Linked DNA regions of Zea mays: region 2 is linked to region 1. Evidence: chromatin contacts called from public Hi-C data. All regions are on one chromosome and are shown on one strand. The core of a region is the stretch at or near the end of the contact, and the rest is flanking DNA. Distances in the headings are between cores, read along the strand shown. Region 1 holds the start of LOC100383956. Region 2 holds the start of LOC103654636.

The links. Hi-C and Micro-C count contacts between places; a contact is called where the count stands out from the background.
Region 2: a contact with region 1 is called in a Hi-C map of endosperm, with 2.2 times the contacts expected there. The contact joins the promoter of LOC103654636 here to the promoter of LOC100383956 in region 1. A contact is called at or near these places in 2 of 25 Hi-C or Micro-C datasets (bundle sheath and endosperm).

Annotation. Positions count from the first base shown.
Region 1 is chr4:221,263,394-221,270,604 of Zm-B73-REFERENCE-NAM-5.0, reverse strand. It overlaps LOC100383956, which reads right to left and starts at 1,905. Exons shown (of 4, transcript NM_001366852.1): 1 at 1,742-1,905; 2 at 24-90.
Region 2 is chr4:221,486,471-221,493,848 of Zm-B73-REFERENCE-NAM-5.0, reverse strand. LOC103654636 reads right to left here and starts at 1,989. Exons shown (of 14, transcript XM_020552840.3): 1 at 1,799-1,989; 2 at 1,501-1,586. The coding sequence starts at 1,866. It overlaps LOC100277582, which reads right to left. Exons shown (of 1, transcript NM_001151100.2): 1 at 5,701-7,378. The coding sequence starts at 7,289. The coding sequence ends at 6,027.

The DNA.
Region 1 (7,211 bases), core at 656-3,155:
AATTTGATGACACAATTCTGTACCATATTTCTCTAGAGATAATTTTGCAGAGTGGTATACGAGTGAGACCATTCAGCTCAGCAAATCTTCCTGATTGCATTGATGATATCATAATTTGTAACCAAATGAGTGGCAGCATGTAAAGGAAACATTGCAGGGAGTCAGAAACTGGATCGAGTAAAGTAATGAGAGCTGTAATTGAAGTTGCGGGGAGCCATTTTACCTAGGTCATTGATTTTTTTTCCTAAATTAGTGAGGCGGCATTTTTTTCTCAAACACGCAGGAGGACTGCATATTATTTCATTAATAGATAGACAAAACAGTCCGAATACATGCTGATTCCACGGCTTTGGTTAGTTTTCTTGTACATCTGCCCCCATTAAAGTAGATAGAAACAGCATAGCCCAGCTAATGTCCTAGGAGAGAGCTCAGTACAGCCCTTTAAATTAGATAGAAACAGCATAGCCCAACTGATGTCCCAGAGGTGACATGGCTCGTTCGACTCATGCAACATCGTCAGCTCCGACAGTGACATGACATCAAACACACACTGATTCCAATGTTTCAAGATCGTCCAAGCAATGATGATGACTATGTGTTTAGTCCCTTCCTTGCTGCCTTGGGCACCCTCCTCATGCTTCATCACCACCATGCTTGGAATTTATCATCGTCATGTGATGGCGCAGGGACATTAAGTCCCAGACGATGAAGCACAGCAAACCACGCTAGGCGTGAAAACACACAAGATATCAAGACATGGTCAATAGTAGCTAGTGTTATCATTGACTTATATAAGAGAACAACTTGTTCACCTAGTCGTCAAAGATGCCATTTTGATATAGAAGTGAGTGACTAACTTCAGTATCTAAAAAACTCCATACAATTAGTGTGGTGATACCTAATTAGTAGCTAGTGGTAACATAGTATTTTCGTGCTTCAGCAATGGGTTGGCCGCCTAAATGGGTAACCAATCAAGGCAACGACTGCTATGCAAGCAGTGGTTCTGTGCAAGCGTGCAAGCAAACTATCTGATCCATTAGATTACGATCCAACCATAGATACAACCATGATTTGTTAGGAGCTTTTTTATAAAGATTATTGAGCTGGTGGTGGAAGGGTTTAAGTGTTAAATGTGACTTACGGTTGGATCACGATCTAATGGATCAGATGATTTGCTTGCACGCTTGCACAGAAGGACTATTTGCATAGCAGTCGTTGCCATCAATCTAAAGGTGAACATACACCCAAAACATGGATTCTTATCTGTATCTAATAATGATTTTAGGATAACACTGATGTAGCGAGCATCATCATATTCACATTACGATAAGAAGGTATGCTCATTCCAATAAACAGGGCAAAATTGCAGAGCTAATATCCTGATGCCACCAGGGAACCATTTCTTCGCCTAGCCCCAATAGATCCCATACCGGTATCATAATAAGCCCGGTATAATTGAGACTTCGCGGAGCTTGAATCAAAGGTTTAGAATGAACCGCATCAACTATCTATTACCCCCGACCCCTACTATCGACGAGAACGAATCTGCGCGGCTGCGCCGATGACGGCAGTCCTACAATCAGGCAGCCTACGAGCGGAGCAAGAACCACCCACTACCAGGAACAGCACATTGGCCTCACCGCAATCGCAATAGCGGCAGAAAAAGAAACGACGGCAGCTAGACACAACAGCACTCAGTACAGCACCATGTCCCAGAAAGAAAGCGGGTGGACATGCTCACCGTCGGGGCACGGCGCGCACGGCCAGCGAGGAGAAGAGTCCCGCGGCACCGCTGCCACTCGCATGCCACCAGCCGCGCACCTCTCCTTGGGTTCCTCCTTCCCTAGGCAATGGGCACACTAGGGCCTAGTGACTAGGCAAGGCTGTTCTCTTCTTGGGGTTGGCAGCCAGAGCTGAGGAGGACGGAGGACGACTAGGAAAAACCATTAAACTAGACGGAAAAGCTGGAGCACGAACTGAAAGCACCGCGCCGCGCGTGTCCGTCCGGCCGCTCTCTCTGACATGCTGGGCAAGAAACGTGGAACCCGCGTGTCACGCACGGCGGCGGGCAGAAACTGTGGGCGGGTGCGCTGCGCTGTGCCCGTGTGGCGCCCTGGCCCTGGCGCGTGGGTTATTTTAACGTGGGCCCTCTACAGGGATGAAAAACGGTCGGAAACGGTATTTATTTGATAATCAGTTTTTTAGTTGTTTTTCTTTAATTGCGAATAAATAGGATATATAATCTATAATACAAATTTGTATTCTTGTTTTTAACATCTAGCTTGTAAAGATTCATAAAAGGTAAACATCAAACTCATCATATATTTTCTTAAATAATAGATATAAACTTTGGTATGGATTCGGAAACAATTTCGGTAAATTTTTTAACCTTTTATGTTGTAGGGAGCAAATAATATATAAAAAAATTTATGTAATATTTTATTCATATTTATACTAATGTGCTAGATAACATAAAAAAAGATCAACATCAAATTTTATACATATCTATTTTAAAATATTAAATTTATTCTATCAGTTCGGATTACCACTTTCATTCCTAGCCCCTTGTGACCCCTAAAATCACTAACTCGCTCTCACTTGGAGCTCACTAGTCTGACTATTATTGTTTGGCCTAGAATGAAATTATAGACCCACTAGAGCTGACATCAGTGTTGCGCCTTCTAGGAGTCTGTATTTGGGAAAGTATGTTGCGCCATTTTTTCGATAGTATTTAAGAGCGAATCCAGATGCGTCTTAAATATGAGTCAAACAAAATTAACACATATAATAACTCAGTATATAGAGAGAAATATCACAAACTTTATTACATAACGAAAATATCTTACAAAATAACTGATAATAAATAAATTAAACTAAGATAAATATCTCCTTGGCGCCAACAGGTGACTAGGAGACGATATCTACATTTCATCGAGCTCGTCATAGTAGTCCTCCTCCAGTGGTTTAGGGTTTAGGGTTTCCGAGTTTGTGACTCATGGATTAACTCACACTAAAGGGAAAACATAGATCAACTCACACTAGCTTTTCTAATTATTTAGCCAAGGGCATCTCATTCCACCTTTATGGTAGTGTTGGGACCATGCTTCGTCGCCGAATGTCCTGTAGAAAGAAACAACTTCGGCTGAAGCTGCTTGTACGCGATGCCGAAGGTGCCACTTCGTGAAGCTTCGGAATTACAAACCGACTTAAAGATAGAATGACTTTTTAGTCCATAAGAGTCCGAGTCATTGTTGTAAATTTTTACGAGGGGTATGATTGTAATTCCTCACGGGTCGTGTCCTGTGCCTATAAATAGTGAACAGTATTCTTTTACTGTTCACGCATTCCTGTAATTGCAAACGCTTCACTCGGGAATTATTATTTGTCAAGGCAGAGGTATAAATGTTCATAAAACATTATGTTCAAGCATCTTAAATTCGTATGATAAGATATGTGAATAATGTCACTTATTTCCGATATATTCATCTTTAATGTTTCACATTGTATATTACTTTGTATTATCTTTGTAATTTTAATTACGAAGGTATAACCTTCGTAATATTCTGCTCATGGTCTTCGTCCGAAGTTCATTAAATCCTTAGGGAAATAATGCTTCAGCGGACGAAGGGCATTAATATTTGACATTTTATGTTGCCTTGTTCTTAATTCATAGCATTTGAGAGCAAGTCCCCAACAGGTAGCACTGTTTTTCCAGGTGGTTCTCTATGTTCCAGTTAACACAATAATCTTATCATGAAAGTAAATAATCCTACAATAATAATAAAGTATGATCTTAATTCATATCGTATTACTTCCCAAAAATCAGGTAGAGCATAGCCAAACTACCCAATAATTCATTTGCATGCAAGGTGTAGGGTAAACAAAACTAGGGTGACCTATTAGGTCCCATCAAATTAACCCGAGCATGCCACAGTGATTAACAGGAACATTATTAGGTAAAGAGGAGTGATCGAGGGCACAACTTGCCTTCAATGAGCTCCTACTCAGAATCTTCAACCTGCTGTACTCTGGGCTCCTCGGTCACTTGCTCGTCTATTCGCAATAATACAAACAAACAATTTGCATAGGAGAAATTAACATCACACCAAACATGAGGATGAATTGCATATTAATGTTCTACTCGTCGATACAAGATCGTAGGTTCAAGATCCACTAACATCGAAGTTATGGTTATAAAGATATGATATTCTGAAGTTCTAGATGATTAAATAATGAAGATATATATATTCTATGTTAATTAATATAATTGATGTCAGAAAAGACATAACTAACTTTGTTTAACTTTAATCCAAGTCACTACTTGATTAGAAATCATATTTGAGTTAAATTATAATAATATATAAATTAACCTAGAATAGAGGAGTTAATCTACTGAATATATATGGAACATTTTCTAACTATAAACATATGTGTGCTGGTATAGATTATGTTGTTAGTGCGTAGGAAATATTTTTATGAAGTTAACGCAACTGGAAAGGGGGAACGAAGTTAAAACGAGAAAGTTATGGATTTTCTAAGCATTTATGAATTGTTTTTATAGTAGAAATGATTTTTCAGAATGAATTTATGAAACACATTAGTCTCTGGACAGCGGGCATTAATACAAAGACCTGAGGGTCGGTTTCGTAAAAATGGACTCAACCGCAATGACTTTACTACTTAGACTGGACGGTGGGTTGTTTTATAAATAGCATAAGGGCTCTCATGCAAAAGATGGTGACTGAAAGGGGTATGGGTTCACATCAACCGCCTGATCTAGAATCAAGGGATTAGATTAGATGGGGGTCATCCCGAAGTGGTAAGCTATCACAACCGTTGATAAAAAAATCCAGCAGTCGGAGCTAACTAACACGAAGAGGTATTCGTGATTTCAATCTGGACCGACCCTATCGGATCTGACGATCGTGGACGCATCACCCATGCTCGCGCACCTGACCATGGCGGTGCCTAAGCCTCCGCGGCGACGATCTTCACCGGAGAAGGTAATCTAGGGATCCAGGGCCCTAATCCCATGGTGGTTCGATGTATCACAATGTCGAGACTCTAGCGAAGCTATCCAGAGCCTTATTATTGAGAGTAGAAGCATGGTATGGTCCCTACCACGCGCGTTAGTGGCACCTCGGTGGCGCAATGACTATGGCGAGCAATTCACACGACTAGAATGTTCATCAATCTACAAATACCAATGCTAAGCGTCATATGAGGATAGGCAAGGGCTAGGGCCGAGTCTCACCAGGGGTGGTGCGGCCGTCGGGACGAATCGTGGCATGGCGGGTCCGCGGTGGATAATTGCCCCGATGAGCAATTCACGGCCGGGGGACAACTCTGGCCATGGGTGATCCCTGTACTGGCTTCGATGACACCCCGACGAGGTTCTCCACGCGTGGCCACGAGGCTGACCTAACGACGAGTCGGTAATGCTTGCGGTGGCACCTACCCTTCTCCCAAAGCGAGTGGCGGTGGTTTTGTCGCTGTTGGGGTGTAGTGCGCATGGCCAAGGGGACTCACCACACTTATAGATGTGGGGAGTCGGTTGGCAAGGCCAGCTGGGGTTAGTAGATCACGGTGGTGGCCATTGCGACTGCAGGGTTGGCGGCGATCCGTTGAGAAGATCTACAGGGCTGTGCTGAGCGGCTGACGGAGAGGGCCCACTGGTCGGCTATGATATCCTGGCCCCTGGGATGGTGATATCCTGGCCCAAGGCTTAACAGAATTAATAGAGTATGCATACCGAAAAGGTGCATCTTCTTTTACGGAAGCCTATCTCGAAGGAACCTCCAAATTAAGTGTGATTGGCTTAGAGCAATTTAGGATGGGTGACCGACCGAGAAGTTTTCTCATGTGCGCATGAGTGAGGACAAAGTGTGCACAAAAGATCCATGTTGGTCTGTGGGGACGATATATTATCCTAGAGAGCTGCTAGGAATAAGTACCGCCGGTCCGGGATTGGACGGGGTGTTACAAGTGGTATTAGAGCCAACCCTCAAGGTTTCACGGGCGTGTGTGGGCTAGAGGGTTCAGGTATATGGCGCATGGTGCATGTGGGCCTGGAGTGGTCACATGGCATGGCATATGATGACACTAGACACACAGACGTGGCTAAGAGGGGAGGTTCCTAGATTGGGGTTGACCGACGAGGTCGTCAGTCTTCTAAGGGGGTGGATTGTGATATCCTGGCCCCTGGGATGGTGATATCCTGGCCATAGGCTTAATAGCATTAATTGAGTATACATACCAACAAGGTGCATCTTCTTTTTCGGAAGCCTATCTCGAAGGAACCTCCAAGTTAAGCGTGCTTGGCTTAGAGCAATTTGGGATGGGTGACCGACCGGGATGTTTTCTCGGGTGCGCATGAGTGAGGACAAAGTGCGCACAAAAGACCTGTGTTGGTCTATGAGGACGATATATTATCCTAGAGAACTGCCAGGAGTGAGTACCGCCGGTCCGGGATTGGACGGGGTGTTACATCGGCACATCCTAACGTGCGCGCTGAGCCACCGACATGCGGGGCTGGGTGTGGACACCGGGTGCCGTTGGGCTGCTGTGCATGCACGAGGTATGCTGGGCCAAGGTAGTTTGGGCCCAAATATGTAGTTCTCCTTTCCTTTTTCTTCTTTTCATCATTTGGGAGCATTATCACCATCCTTCACAACCTCAAAGATTAGAGCCAAATGACACCGACGATTGTGATTGGAAAAATTGCGGCATTTGAGATGTCGTGGAAAATGGGTCAACAAGAGGAGCCAACTTCTTCTAAGTTATATGCTTTTGCATGTGATGGACACAAGAAGATGAAAGGCAAGAAGAAGGCTCCAAGCTCAAGTGAAGAAGAGGAAGAAGAAGAAGATGATGATGATGAAAGAGATCAACCCTCAACATCATCCTTCGAGGATGAAGAAACAGTTCGACGCGACAAAAAGGTAATGGGGATGATTCACAAGATTAATCTAATGGATGTGCCCCTACAGGTTGAGGATCTTCTCTTTAACATTGACATGAAAAAGCAAAGAAAGAGAGTATGTTTTGCATGCGGGGAGAAGGGCCAATTCAGAGACAAATGTCCAAATATGGTCGAACCAACAAAGAGGGGGGCAAAGGCAAGGCACTCACAAGTGTCAAGACTTGGGATGATTCTTCAAGTGAACATGATCCTCCAAGGAATTGCAGCCACCGGTCTTCATCACGCTCTT
Region 2 (7,378 bases), core at 740-3,239, 220 kb before region 1:
AGTATACCTCTCTATTTATATAGGAGGGGGGCTGGACCCTTTACAAACTAATTTCCCGAGCTAATTCCACGAATCTAGCTAACAACCTTAGCACAAAACTCGGAACCCTAATCTGCTCTGCGCACGCGCGGACCGTCCGGTCTCAGGGCTGCACCGTCCGCGCTCAAATTGGTGCTCAACAGTGGGACAACAAGGGGATCGGACTCGATGCCTGAGATGGCAGCGGCCATGGAGCAGCGCTGAAGAACAACACGCTAGAAGCGGAAGCGGCAGGGAAAAAACCTAGACTAGTGATACCATGTGAGTGAAGTAGAATGCAGGAATTGTGTCTATATTGATAGAGTAGAGTGTTGTTACATATATAGGGGAAGAGCCAGAGGCAAAAGAAAACCTCCTAAACAAGGAAACCGCATGACCCTAATTGATCCTTACCATCCTGGACTCTTCCCCAAATCTCTCTCTTTCATCTCCACGAGAAGAAACAGAACACTGCACCAAGACTTGACTGCCAACAATTGGATACACGACATCAACCTTCAGCATCGAAACTTCTCTGCCCAACATTTGCCGAGTACATCACGCCTATGGCAAGAGACTGAGGCGCAACATCCTACTAAGAATGGCACGCTACATGGAAATTTGAGGAAAATGGAGAGTACTCTGCTTCTTCGGCTTACCAGGCCCAGTTTATAGGCGCAACCCGCTATAATTTTGAAGCCATAATATGGAAACCCTGGGCTCCGTTTGAATGTAAATTCTTGAGGTGACTTGCAATTCAGAACCGAATTTGGACCGTTCACATATTAGAAGCCTAGACGTGCCCAAACCAAAGGGATCTGCCCACTATGTAGGCTACATGTGGAATCAGGCCGGCACCTTTTCAGAGACTTACAGTTCACTAAACGACTATGGATCAAAATCGCCGTCTGGACAGCAAATTCTGATTTGCACCTGAATGCTTGGCCGCAAACTTTACGGTGCTTTAGAAAATCAAGGACGAGGTGAGAGTTTGGATCATGGTGGGAGGCTGGGAGCAGAGCACAATGATAACCTCTTGAACCACCACCGTCCGTGTTTTTTGACCCGTCGCTCCTCTGTCGGAGGTATTTTTTTCCCTTCTGTACTTAATTGTATAATTGGTGCGTTTTGTACAGTGCTTGTCTGGGCAACCCCTTCTTTTTAACACAGTGGGGACCTCTCTTGCCGGTTTGTTTAAAAAAAATAACTTCAGAATCAGAAGGAACTATCCCATCCTTCCTCGTAATCAGCTAGCTAGCTAGCTCTCTATCCGTCGTAATGATGGTGTGGTTCATGTGTTTTTTTTTTTGATAAACAAGAGGTGAAATCGCATGTCATTGCGTGTCAAATCGTCTATATAGAGTAGAACAGAACAGATTATATTACATGTCAAATCATGGCGACATATTTTCTGCGGAACAGAATGAAGAATGGATTATTATTATTTTTTATATATCTGCATCAAGAAAGGTGAATTCGCACCTTCGTATTGCGTGACCCTGGCCGGCGAGATGGGTGCTCGATTCTCGTCATCCTCCCACAGGGCACTAATCTTCACGCGGTACCATCTGCATGCGAACAAAAAAAAAATCAAAGGCCAAAAATATTTGCTCTCCAAATCGACAAACAATGCAATGCATATCTTTTTCTACCCATCGAGGGGAGTCGAAAAACGAATGCCGTTAAAAAAATACGAGAAAGTTAACATGTTCTTCAAAGGGAAAAAAAGAAAGGGACTGGGGATTTTTTTTTTTTTGGTCTCTCTCCGAATCCTTGATACCCTTGCTGGAACAGGTCCAGGTTGTGGAAGCGGTCGATGTAAATGGCCACCTCATGCGCCGTCTCCATGGCGACCGACCGACGTCCGTGCAGGGATCGCCACACGGCGGCGAATCGACGCCGGCGAGACCGGCCACCCCTCTTCCCTCTCCCCGTACGCCTTGTCGCGCGGCCACGCAAGCGACCTCCTCTTTTTCTTGGCCCCTTGGTGTCCGGCAAATATTTCTAAGCCAACCACAATGGTCGGACGGACTCATTAGTGGGCCTAAATACCCTAGCAGCTCGCATCGGCAGGCCCATTCGTGGAAAAATCTTCTTGAATTACGATGAGGCCACCAACCTTCCTCTCACACTATATATCTCACTTACTATTCAAAACTTCACTATATAAACAGTGTACAAAACAATATTTTGCACGTTTATATCCATGCTCCGTTGTAGGTATCTTAACACTAGTGCTATAACATTTGAGAGGCTCATCATTATTTAGGAATATATTCATGTACATACATCTGGGCTGGCAAGCACATCATAGTATGGCCTGCTAAAGCACAACCTCATTTGTGACCGTGCTAGCCCACGGGCCAAGCCATCGATCCAATACAAAGAAATTTATTCGGTCACTAAAATTAATCAAATGAAATGAAGCATAAACATAAGTACAAAACATATATGACCAAAAAATTGAGCTATTTTGTGGCTGTCGCGTTAAAAAACATTTGATCATAAGGGAAAAGGAGTCCAACCAGCGAGGTACAATTATTGATTTTTGACCCAAAACTTGACCCAATCCAAAAAACGGCTCAAAGCCAAAAAAAAAAACCGATCTGACATGTCCAATAGGGAAGCGTGGGCATACGAAGTCATACTCATACCCACTAGGAAAAAATTGACTCATACCCATACCCACTACCCATCATGGTTACAAAATTACGCCATACTCATACCCACCATGGGTAGCGGGTACCCATCAGATACACATACTCATTAACATTACGATAGACATGATCATTTGAATCGCAAAAATAAATACCAGCATAACAAATGTATCGAACCCAACATAATTTTATCACAGGTTCAACAAATATTCAAAATTAAATGGCAACATCATGCCTTCAAATCACACAAAACATAGCATTGATTCTACAAAACTGTGGACAAAATCATGTCTTCAAATCTAATTGTTCAATACACAATACTTAATATTTGAATATATTAGCGGGTTCCCCATCGAGTAGCGGTTATGGGGCAACAGAGAACATACACATGCCCACTGTACCCGATGGGCATAACAAATGACCCAATAAAATATCCATAGGTATCAAAATCCGCCATACCCGTACCCTAGTAGGCTTTTTATCCATCGGGTTCGAGTTTCGGGTACCCATTGTCATCCCTAGGGAAGCGCGAGCCGACCCAACTTGACATTAGACATGGGTCGAGTATAGGCCTACCAAATAACCCACGGCCAACCTTGACCTGATTTGAATCTGATCGACCTCCATGCAACTAGTACGAGTATCATTGTATTTAATCATAATCCATCTAAAAATAGCACTGGAATTAGCTTGCTTAAATGTAGGGGTAGAACGTACAAGTAGGGCCCCTTTGGTAGGGCTTATTTTTCAGCTTCGGCTCTGGCTCATGCAAAAGTTGTGCCAAACACCTTTTTTTCAAATGGCTTCACCAGTGAAGTGCTTTTCCAAAATGAACTAGAGGACATGAGCTAAAAAAATAATTAATTTTTTTTCAGCTCACGTCATTTTTGCACAATAGCCCTCCCACCAGTCCAAATTAATTTTTTTGGTCCTGCCCTCAATCCCTAGCCACGTACAGGAGAGATCGACCACGTAAAAAGTAAACTATACAAGGGTCTTTCTGAAAAACAATCTATAAGCCGTTTTGCCAAATGATTTTTCAGAATGGCTTTGGCTCATCTAAAGAAGTGGCTTCACCTCGTGAGCCAGAGCCAAAGCCGTTTTTGGAGAAGCCAGAGCCCTGCCAAAGCGGCCCGTAGTTTATCTCAGAAATCAGTAATGAAAAACGATTTTCAACTCTGGCAGAGGGCCCTGAATATCTTCCTTGTAACCAAAATTTGAAGGGAAAAAAATCAATTAAAATCCTTCCCGGGATGTATGTGCCAAAGGAACGGGAAGATCCAGCCAGCACGTCCCAGCAAGGTGACGCGAGCATGACGCACCGGTGACGCCCAGACCCAGGCCCAACAATGTGGGAACGGGACCACCAAAGGGGTCGCCACGCACGCTGCAGCAGCGGCGGCAGGTGAGAAGCCTGCAGCCGACCTCACCTGCGCCTGCATCACACACACGAGGCTTGCCGTCCTCTTCCCCCGCAGCATCACCAGCCAGCTGGAAAAGCGAGACAGATCACCAGAGCAATGGAGACCACAGACGACCAACAGAAGAAGGAACACGAAGAACAGGCAGGCAGCTGCGGCTCTGGGACTGGGCATCAGGCAGCCGCATGCCGTCACGCCATCACCTCTCCTCTCTTCTCGCCGTGTACAGACAGACACTGACGAAAAAGTGGCCATGATGACGACGATAATGGCGAGTTGACGACGAATGAAGATGCCCGTGCCCAGGCAAAATACAAAGTCAGAAACCACCTCTTACTCTTTGCCTCTTGTAAACCAGGCTCCATGTGTGGCAGGTGAACCTGCAGCAGAGCCCGCAGGCCCTGACGACGCCAAAAGTAAGAGGGTTAGTGAGGTTATGAGTAAAAGGCCCAAGATGAGAGAGACCATAATCAGCGAGATACAGCTTTAATCCGGCTACGCTGTCTTTTGGAGCCACTCGGGTCTTCCGTACCATCCGACAATTGCTGGGCACCACGTACGTGGGAGAAGAAAAAACAGCACATCCAACCGCCGCACTAGAGCGGCAACGGCCTGTAGATCTGCTGGAACAGACACAAACACTGTCATTTTTTTCCCCATCAGGCACGGAAAAATGGCGTCGTTTTATTGCCTTGATCACGACCTCTTCATCATCATTAGCGCCTTCAAAATATCCTGCAGGTCCACCGTCCCAAGAAAGAAAGGAAAAAAAAAGGTTGCAGCTTCTACTGTTCTGAAGTGTTGTAACACCAACTTTATTCAATGCGAAAGCTGCGTGTAGTTATTAATCCCATCCCATTGCTATCCTCCAGATGTTGAACCTGCGTGCTCGCTCTTGCGCACAAGCCAAATCAGTTAGTTCATCACGCGTATGAGAGCAAAATCCGCAATCGTGTTGCCAGATTGAGACTCGACTGAAAACTATGCGCATTTCTTTCTAGTTTGCACGCATGGAGTTGTCCAACGAAGAGCACAGGTCCGAAGTGAACGATATGTTTGTTGCAACACAAGTTACTCGAGAATCAGAAATGGTCTATGGAACCCACTGTATGTACAAGAAAATTGCACGAGCAAGACATTTGGGTAAAGCATAAACACACAAAATACTGCAGTTTCGTTAAGTACAACTTGGTTTTCAATGCCTTCAAAAATATCCTGCAACTTGGTTTTCCTTTTCCTCCACAGAGAAGGTTGCAGCATCTATTCTGAAATATGCTTGTAATCAGTTTATTTCATAATAATAGTTACATCCAGTTGCTCCCGTTCTTCATCTATTCACTTTGCAACTCATGAATCGATTTACCACAAAGGTCAATCAATTCAATTCATAATGCAGATGAGCAGTCCAAAATATGCCACATATTGCCCAATTGAGACCATTTAGAATACTCTGACCACCAAGGCTTTGTTGGTGTTATTGTGTCACAATTCGATCCGCCCGCATTTTTGCGACAATTGTTGTCCCATTTCTTTGCACAATGATATTGATGGAATGAAAAACCAAGGGAGTGTGCAAAGTTAAACTACAGTACATATTTACATTTTTTTTCCTGCTTGTTAGCATTGTCAATGATAGTCACATTCCCAAAGTGACACAAGTTGCTCGAGAATTAGCAGCGAACAGACGTGACACTAGCAAAAAAACACAACGATATACACCAAATGCAGCATCAAAACATGGGAATAAAGGAACCATCTTTACCTAAAGATGACACCTTCCCTCTCCCTTTTTCTGTAATCCTTTACACAAGGACACACATTTTATACTTACCACTAGCTGATCACAAGAGCGAGCGAAAAAAGATAGCTACCTAGCACCGCCACATTGGGAAATCTAAAGGCAAGATGATGATGATCATGTTGATTGAGCTCAATCGGCATTGGGCATCGGTGAATCGAGACCCTCCATTCGGCTGCGCACGATGCGGTGGAAGACCTCGCGGACCTGTCTCTCCAGCGGGTCCAGCCCGTCCTTCATGGCGGAGCAGGCGGCGGCGAGTTGGGCTGCAGCCTCCCGCACCTCGGCCTCCCGCTCGCCGGTGAGTGGGACCGGCGCGGCATCGATGGCCTCCGCGAGCCTCTGCGCGCACTTCTCCAGCGCGTGGATTTCCCTGAGCAGGCCGCACGAATTGCGGCGGTCCTTGCGCTTCCCCTCCTCGGCGAGGCGTTCCTGGAGCGCGAGGAGCGGCGGCGCCCAGGGGAACGCGGCGCGCGGCGGCGCGGCCGGCAGGTGGTGCGCCTGGAGCGCGGCGGCACGGTCCGGGCAGGGGACGGCGGCGACGAGCGCCCAGGCGGCGAGGTGGAGCAGGCAGCCCATGGCGTACGCCGGCGCGGCGAGGCTCCAGGAGGCCTCGCTGGCGCGCGGCGCGGCCAGGCCGGCCCCGATGGCCTGTAGCTGGCGCGCCGCGGACCAGGTGCGGGACACGCTCCACGAGAGCGAGCGGAAGTGCGCGGAGGGCGACGAGGACGACGACGAGGAGGAGGAGGCGCGGGACGGCGACGCCCGCGCGCGGCCGAAGGAGCGGTTGCGGTGGGACGCGAGGATCGAGGCGAGCCCGCCGGCGGGCCCCGTGGCGGCGGCGGCTGCGGCGTCGTCGATGAGGAGCACGGAGAGGTCCGAGAGCGCCTTCCGCGCGCGACGGAGCTGGCCCTCGTGGATCTGGCCGTCGGCGGGCGCCAGCAGCGCGGACGCCGCGATGCCCGCGAGGCGCTCCCAGCGGCGCGCCTGGTCGACGCCGTCGCGCGCCGCGTTGCAGACGTCGAGGGCCTTGACGGCGCGGTCGCCGAACTCGGCCACCAGCCTCTCGCCGGCGGGGGGAGTGGCCCCGGCGCGGCGGCGGCGCGCCTCGGCCACCGCCACCCGGAACTCCTCCTGGCAGAGCAGGAACGCCTCCAGCAGGCGCCGGATCCACGCGATGGACATGAACTCCTCCTCCCCAGCAGCGCCGGGGCCGCTCAGGTCCGCGAGGTGCGCGGCGACGTGGGCGTGGAACTCCTCGAGCTCCGGGTCGACGCCGGGCGGCGGCATCGCAGCCGCCGCGGACGCGGACGCCGGGGCGTCGCGGCGGAGGGAGAGGAGGGTGCGGCCGAAGGAGGAGAACGGGGAGGAGCCCTGGAGGTCCGTGGCCGGCATGGTCTCGGGCGGCGGCGGACGGATCAAAGCGCGGATCTTGGAAAGGGAACGGCCTGCAGTGGGGGCGGGGTCGAGGGGTTTTGGCTCAG